2 separate regions of the Bos taurus genome follow, and region 1 is linked to region 2. A link is a contact called in public Hi-C data. All regions are on one chromosome and are shown on one strand. The core of a region is the stretch at or near the end of the contact, and the rest is flanking DNA. Distances in the headings are between cores, read along the strand shown. Region 1 overlaps IVD (isovaleryl-CoA dehydrogenase). Region 2 holds the start of PHGR1 (proline/histidine/glycine-rich 1).

Region 1 (3,751 bases), core at 670-3,169, 68 kb after region 2:
ACCCATCTGCTTCTAAACTGGTGTTTTGGGAGAGAAGCAGTCTACTTGTTCCTGCCTTCTGTCTGGCTCCAGCCCTGTGTCCTTGGAGCGCAGCTGATCCAGGCCCTGCTTCCAGCCTGCTCACTGGTGATGGGAGACGCAGGGGTGGAATCAACCCACAGGAGAGAGGAGTACTCAGTCCTCCTTTTCCAGATCTTGCAGTGATTTTTAAAGAAAGGAGGGAGCCCAGGGTGGAAAAAGTCTTGGAGCCAGAAGGAAACATAAATTGCCGGAAACCATCCCCATGTTTTTTTAAAAGGATCAAAACAATTTGGTTTTCCCCAAATCAGAACTGGAGCTAGAATCCAGATCAGCAGAAATAGGGGTTCTGAGAATGCCAGCGTGGAGCCCCACTGCATGGCTGCTTGGATGGAGCACAGTCAGGGTGTGACATTTTTGGGTTGTCCCACTCCATCTGAGTTCCCTAAAAGAGACCTGGTTTTCTTGGTCCGCAGCCCAGCGGCGCCTGTTCTGACGTTTGGTCCTGGCCTGTAGCCAGGAGCTGTTCCCAGCCTGATGCTTGTGACAGGTGCTATCCGTTCCTTGCCAACCCCAGCCCAGTCCTATGCTGAGGGGCTTGTAGCCCTGTCCCTTCAGTTTCCCACCCTGCTCCCTACTGTGTTGGAGATGAATGTGGCTAAAATGGTGGTCTTGCTGGACTTAAAATGTAACTGGGGACTTCCATGGCAATCCAATGGTTAAGACTCTGTGCTTGCAATGCAGTAGGTGCAGGTTTGATCCCTGGTTGGAGAATTAAGATCCCACATGCTTTGGCACCAACTGAAATGTGTTCTGGAAAAAAAAATAAAAAAATAAAAAAAGATCCCACATGCTGCATGGTGCAGACAAAAAATAAATAATAATAAAGTTTTCAAAATAATAAAGTGTAGCTGGAAGCCCAAAAACATCAGAATGGGGTATTTCAGCCAGTCAGTGAGGATAATGTAGCTCTGCCTCCAGCGTGGGGAGAACAATGATTTTACAGATGCTATATGTGAAATAAAAATATTTAAAAGTAAAGCCAAAAAAGTGAAGTCTGAGTCGTGAACAATGGGAAAGCAGGGGCCACGGGGTTCTTGGAGTGTGGGGTTGATTACATGCATTGTGCAACTCTGCAGCACGAGCTGCCAGCACCGCTCCTTCCGGGGGGCTGCCTCCTTCCACTCCAGTTTTAGGCAGGTCACTATCAGCCCAGTTCCCCTGCTGACGACCATCCCGTTCTTTGTTTTCCTACTTGCCTGCCTGTCCTGACGGCAACAGAAGCTAAGGGAATGGTTTTCCAAGTGTGGTCTGGGCACACCCTTTATCAAAACTTGGCAACCCTGTGGGGAAAACACACACACACACACACACACACACACACACACACACACGGATTCCTATATGGGCCCCAGACCTAATCACACCTCCAGGGATAATGAGGAGGTACAGGCAATCTTTTAGAACAGCTGAGCTGGGGCCTTGAGGACACGCCTCCAGCGGCCCGAGTCCCAAACTCATATAACCTGGTAACGACACTTCTTCCCCTATATAAATATTTCAACTCTCATTTTGCAATACTAACTCCTTGATCATGACAATCCGGTCCAAGACACAAAGTTGGCGCCGGGCCCGCTTCCGGAAGATGGGTGAGTTGCCCACCGTAGGCGAAAAAACCGTAGGTGAACCAGCCACGCCCAGACGTGGAGCCAAGGCTGGTGTCAGCCAAGCGTGGGGGACTGAGAAGGAGCGCCTCTTTTTGATTTGGGGACGGACGCCCAGTCCACGTCCGCCTGATGGAACCGAGACCCGGGACCCTCAGTCGAGAACCCCAGCCTAGGGCAGGTCCAGGGTCCAGAGGGTCCAGGGCCCTCCCTCTGCCAGACCGTCTCACCCGAGGCGTCGCGCGCACCGCGGAGCTCGGCTCTGGCTCTGGCTCTGGCTCGCGAGCTCGGGCTCGGGCGCGGCTCCGCCAGTCCTGCGTGGAGCTCTCCTGACCCCTGTCGGCCGCTCGCCACAACTGCAGGGTGCTTGCGACTGGCGGCTACCAAACTCGTATTTCAAGATGCATAGGGCTCAACAACAGCCGGCTATTCTCTATCTTATATCGCTTCATACAAGAAAGGCCACTTTTTATCAATTAAAAAAAAACATAAATTCAGAACAAAGGCCGGTTTGTGCGGGGGTGGGAGTTATTTGTTTTATGTGAATGGTTTTTGAACTATGTTAATTTAAAGAAACAAAAACTGCAAACCCTCCCCTCCATCCAGTTCCACGGTGAAACTCCTTTTGAATCTTTAAGAGCTTTCTGTTGGTAATTCACTTCATGCTTTTAAGCGATATGGCTACTTTACTGGTTTAATTGCAGATAGATCTTTAAAGTGCACACGTTTGATTTATAAGAAGTTCACTACATGACTCATGTCCACAGGCCAGCATGTGGGGCCCTAGGATCAGATGATTCAAAGCCCCATCCACATTTCTGGCTGTCCCTGCCTCTGCCCACACTAGTCCCAGAGGGGAGCCCTGTGTGACACACCTGGTCACTCTGGCAAGGATCTGTTCCTGAAAATGGCCTCTCCTGCACCCACCACCCACTCTCAGACACAGCTAGCCTGTCAGAATAGTTCTTTGATCCACAACAACCTGACAACTTGCCTGTCTTCTTCCAATCCATATACCTCAACCCTTCCTCTGTATTGAGCTAGGGTAACTATCAAGCCCCTCTAAAGCCTCCAGTGGCTCCCAGCACTTATAAGATCTAAAGTTTGCCAGGCAAATGTGACCCTGATCTGCCTTGGCCATCCCTTCCAGCTGCTCCTCTCCCATCCCTGCTGAGTACTTGTATTCTGGTTGGAAACAGTCCTCCTGAAACTGTTTCTTACCCTGTACCTTTGCTCCAGCTTATCCCTCTGCAGAGGATGTCCTAGCCCTTCATCTTGGTCTTGTTTCCTCATCCCTGAAAGCTTCAGTTCAGGAACTGCCTCCTTCAGGAAGGCCTCCCTTCTCCAACCTTTCCTAGTCCTCTGTCCCCATCTCACCCATCCTGAGTGGTGCCTCTTCCTGCTTCTCCTGGGCATCTCTACATCAGGGGCTTTCCCCACTGTCATAGTTATCTCGTCTGTGTCTGTTCCCATGCATTAGACTAAGAACTTAAGGGTCAGGGTTGTGATTGAACTGCCTTTTTATGTTCACTATCCAGCACAGTTTCTGGCACATAATAGGTGTTCAACAAACATTTACTGAAAGTGCAAATGAGAGGTCATGTGATACTAAGCTCACATTTTGCCTGTATTGATACCATAGTTATTTGTATATGTGATTACCTCTGTATACGGTACAGATCTTTGAGGTCAAAGACCATTTCTCACTTATCTGAACCCTCCTGACAGCACCCAGTACTCACAGTAAGTGCTCAGTGGCTATGTTCACGCTGAATGAGTGAAACAACAGGTGGGCCAGAGCCCTGGCCTAATCCCCAGAGTTGGCAGAGACAGCAGAGCCAGCCGGCCTCTCCTGGCCCTGCTTCCCCCAGGCCTTCCCACTCTGGAGTAGCAGGGCCCAGCTGCAGAGGGAAGGCCCTCACCTCCCATAGTCCTCTGACCCCCTCAGAAACAGAAAGGAACTGTGATAAGGGACCCCCGCCCCCTCTCTGCCAGCTGAAGACAAGCGTAGAGATTGGATGTGAAAAGAGGGCAGAGTCAGGGCACACATCATCCTTTTTTTTTTCCTT
Region 2 (3,842 bases), core at 107-2,606:
TGCAGGAAATTCAGGAGACGAAGGTTCCATCCCTGAGTCAGGAAGATCCCCAGGAGGAGAAAATAGCAACCCATTCCAGTATCCTTGCCTGGGAAATCCCGTGGACAGAGGAACCTGGCAGGCTACACAATCCAAGGGTCGCAAAGAGTCGGATGTGACTAAGCAACGGAGCAAACAGCACACAACTACACTTGAACCTTGCCTTCATTCACCAGATTGTTACTGGACACCTGCTGAGCGCCAGGAGATTCTGCTAAAGGCCAGTCCCTGGGAATACAAAGGTGAGCAGACAGTCCTGTGGAGCAGGAGACAGGAGAAGAAAGAACCCAGGGAGAGAGGGGAGCTTGTAACAGGGCACCTGGTCTGTCTGAAAGGGCCTAAGGGAGGTCAAGGGGTGTGGCTCACAGCAGAGGCCAGTGGCTCAGGGGGCCCAGGCCCCAGGGGCTTACAGAGCACAGACAGCTGGCCCGCTGCAGTGTGGACTGCAAAACCCCTTCCTGCTTGTCGATATTCCATCTCCAAAGTCCTGCCTTTGTTTTGGTTTTCTTTTTTTTTATATCCTGGCAAGTGATTAATCTCATCCCTAGTCCTGCTTGAAAACACTTTTTTAAATTGAAATGTAGTTGATTGACAATTATTTTCGTAGATTATATTCCATTAGAGGTTATTACAAGATGATGAGTATAGTTGCTTATCTTTGTTGCTTATCTATTTTATATATGGTACTTTGTATCTGTTACTCCCATGCCCCTGATGTGTCCCTCCCCTCTTTGACAACAAGCTTTGTTTTGTTTTTTTCCTGACTCATTCAGTTTCCACTCCCAGGCAGCTCCCTGACCTGGGGTGCACATGGGAGAGGTCAGGCCTGGGGTTTGCTATGCAGAGCAAAGGTTCCACAGGCCCCTCCACGAGGCGCATCGTTTCCGCCTCCACCCATGGGAACAGGCGATAATCTCACTATTCTGTATGACTCAGTGGGTTAACTAAAGAGTGTGAAGCACCTTGTGGCCTGACATTCAGTAGAAGCTTCGTAAGTGTTCAGAGATGGCCCCTGGGTGCTAAACAGCCTTGCCATGGTGTGGGCCCCCGGCCTTGGTTCTGTGGCATCTTGTTACCAGACTGATGGGGTACTGGGTTCTTCCCTGCTCCCTCCCACCCAGCCTCCTTACACACACACACACACACACACACACACACACACACCCCCACCCTGCTTCCAACCACTCTTTGCCCTGTTCAAGTTTAGCCCAGCCCTGTTCATTCCTCCACACCCTCTGCCCGGATCCTCCCTGTGGACCTGACCATGCTAGCCCCTCCCCATCCTTTACAAATACTCCTGAGGACAGCCAGCACCTTAGATCGCCTATTGCCCCCTGTTCTGCACTCCCAGGTAAGGGTCCAGCTCTGTGGGCTGTGGGAGGCGACAGGAGGGGCTCTGTGAGCTCGTGTTGTGGCCTTTGTGATCATGGTCCCCCTGGGTACGTGTGTCTGTGTACTGAACTGGTATCTGTGTCACTGTGTCGTATGTGGGTGTCGTGTGTGGGTGTCGGTCTGTTTCTCTCATAAATGCAATGTAGGCCTGTGTGCTGTGTCTAGGTGTCTGCCCCCTGCCCGGCCCTGCCCTGACTCCTGGGTCTGCTCTCTACTTGAGTTAGAAGTGAATTTACAGCCTCTAATGTGCCAGGCACAGGGGTTTAGCTGAGGTCGAAGGGATTGTATTAGTTCCCTTCCAGAGCCACCAACTCCTCTCCCTCAAGCACCTTAGTCTGAACTGGGGAGGGACAGTCTAAGGCCTGTCTTTTTTTTTTAATTGAGGTATAATTATCGATATCAATGTCTATATCAGGTGTCCAACAGCTTGTACCATTTGACTGCCTTCACCCACTCCACCCAAGCTCCACTCACCACCTCTGGCAACCACCAATCTGTTCTCTGATTCTATGAGCTCAAAGTTTTGTTTGTGGATTTTTTTAGATCCCACATGTTAGTGAGATTATATAGTACTTGTCTTTCTCCGACTTAACTTCATTCAGCATAATGCCCTCAAGATCCATCTATGCTGTCACAAATGGCAAGATTTCATTCTTTCTTATGGCTAAATAATATTCATTGTGTATAATTTACATTTTATTTATCCATTCCTCTGTTGATGGACACTTAGACTGTTTTCATATCTTGGCTGTTGTAAATAATGCTGCAATGAATATGTGAAGGTGCATAGATTTTTTCAAGTTAGGGTTTTTGTTTTCTTTGGATGAATACCCAACAGTGGAATTACTGGATCATATGGCAGTTCTATTTTTAATTTTTTGAGGAACCTCATAGTGTTTTCAGTAGTGGCTGTACCAATTTACATCCCCTTTTCTCCACATCCTTGCCAACATCTTTCTTATTTTTTGGATAACAGCCATTCTAACGAGTGTGAGGTGATATCTCATTGTGGTTTTGGCTTCCATTTCTCTGATGATTACTGATGTTGAGCACCTTTTCATGTACCTGCTGGCCATCTGTTTGTCTTCTCTGGGAAAAAAAATGTCAAGTTCTCTGCCCATTTCTTAATGGGATGGGGTTTTTTCCAAAGCCAGTCTTTTCTCTTTCTTCCAAGTCAGATCCTGGCTGGCCCTAACATTTTCTTTACCACTCCCTCCTCCAGAACTAGTCCCACGAATCTCTTCCAGACTCATCACTCATTAAGGGGAAGGAGGAGGGGGCAAGAAGGATCATAGCATAGCTCAGAGGCTGACCTCAGCTCAACATTTGTGGCCCAAGTAAAAGCCAACAAAATAGGTGACTCAAAAGGTGCCAGGGTCCTGTGTTGCAAGAGGCTTGGGCTGTTGTAGTACAGACGTGTGTGCGTGTATGTGGTATGTAAACATTTGTGCTTCTATGTTCAACAACCAGAGTAGCCTGGCATTTGGTCTGTATGTTACATATTATATTCTGAGTTGTGGGTCAGAAAAAAAAATGAATATACCGCATTCGCACTGGGTCCATTCTGGAATTGCCCATTATGACTTATGGACCAGCCCCATGCAAGACAATGCCAGCCTTGGCACCAGAGCACCTCAGAAGCCCAGAAGCTCCATCCTGTGGTAGCACACTTGTTGGCAGATGACAAATTGACTCAAACCACCAAGCCAGCTTCCACTCCTAGTGGGAAGAGGCAGGAACAAGCAGCTTGGATCAGGGAAGGTTTCCATTCATTTGTGGCTTGGAGGCACAGGTCTTAGGATCCCCTGCATCGCCCAGAAGCACCCACCCACTAACCCAGTCCTCCCAGCTTTGGGTGCACCGATCTCCAAGCTTCCCCCACTCCGACCCCACCACACATGCTGCCTTTATGCCAGACATCACACAGGGACAAAAGTCTCTAGGGACTGACTGAGTACTATGGCCTGACGCATGGCAGGCACGCTACACAAATAACTAACATGATTGAAACTGGCCCAAGTAGAAATGAGTTCATACATGATTGTGAGTCTGGGGGTGGATCTCGAGAGGTCACATGTAAGGGTATATGGTTCAGGGATACATAATGTTCTCATGTCTCTGTCTACATACCGGATGGATAAACCCACTGCATTCACTCAACACCCATGCCTGGCACCTACTCAGTGCCCAGCTCCATACGGAGTCCCAAGCTAAGCTAGAGGGAGCAGTTTATCCCTTTCATCTCTTAAGGGGCTATGTGTGTACATCCCTGGGAGGAAGAAGGAGAGATTGAGGTTTAGATTACAGTAAACTAAACTTTACCCTTTGACTCATAGGTGTTCCTTTTGTCATTCCCTGTGCCTGCTCCAAAAAGATGGAGCCACGTAAGTACTATGGTGGGAGGCCGTAGC

What was found. A called contact is a pair of places that touch in the nucleus more often than the background predicts.
Region 1: a Hi-C map of liver shows a contact between it and region 2, with 2.9 times the contacts expected there. The contact joins the enhancer-like site here to the promoter of PHGR1 in region 2. A contact is called at or near these places in 6 of 11 Hi-C or Micro-C datasets (4-cell embryo, 8-cell embryo, blastocyst and 3 more).

The regions. Positions count from the first base shown.
Region 1 is chr10:36,033,807-36,037,557 of ARS-UCD2.0, forward strand. It overlaps IVD (isovaleryl-CoA dehydrogenase), which reads left to right. Exons shown (of 12, transcript NM_001034382.2): 12 at 1-833. Among named protein-coding and RNA genes, the nearest start is that of IVD, 13 kb to the left of the region's middle. Within about 2 kb of position 1,920, at least 56 of the 102 cell types and tissues checked have an H3K27ac peak or open chromatin away from gene starts, as enhancers often do. A contact at or near this core is called in liver and skeletal muscle, where this site is marked.
Region 2 is chr10:35,966,137-35,969,978 of ARS-UCD2.0, forward strand. It overlaps PHGR1 (proline/histidine/glycine-rich 1), which reads left to right and starts at 1,357. Exons shown (of 4, transcript NM_001206783.1): 1 at 1,357-1,390; 2 at 3,768-3,815. The coding sequence starts at 3,806.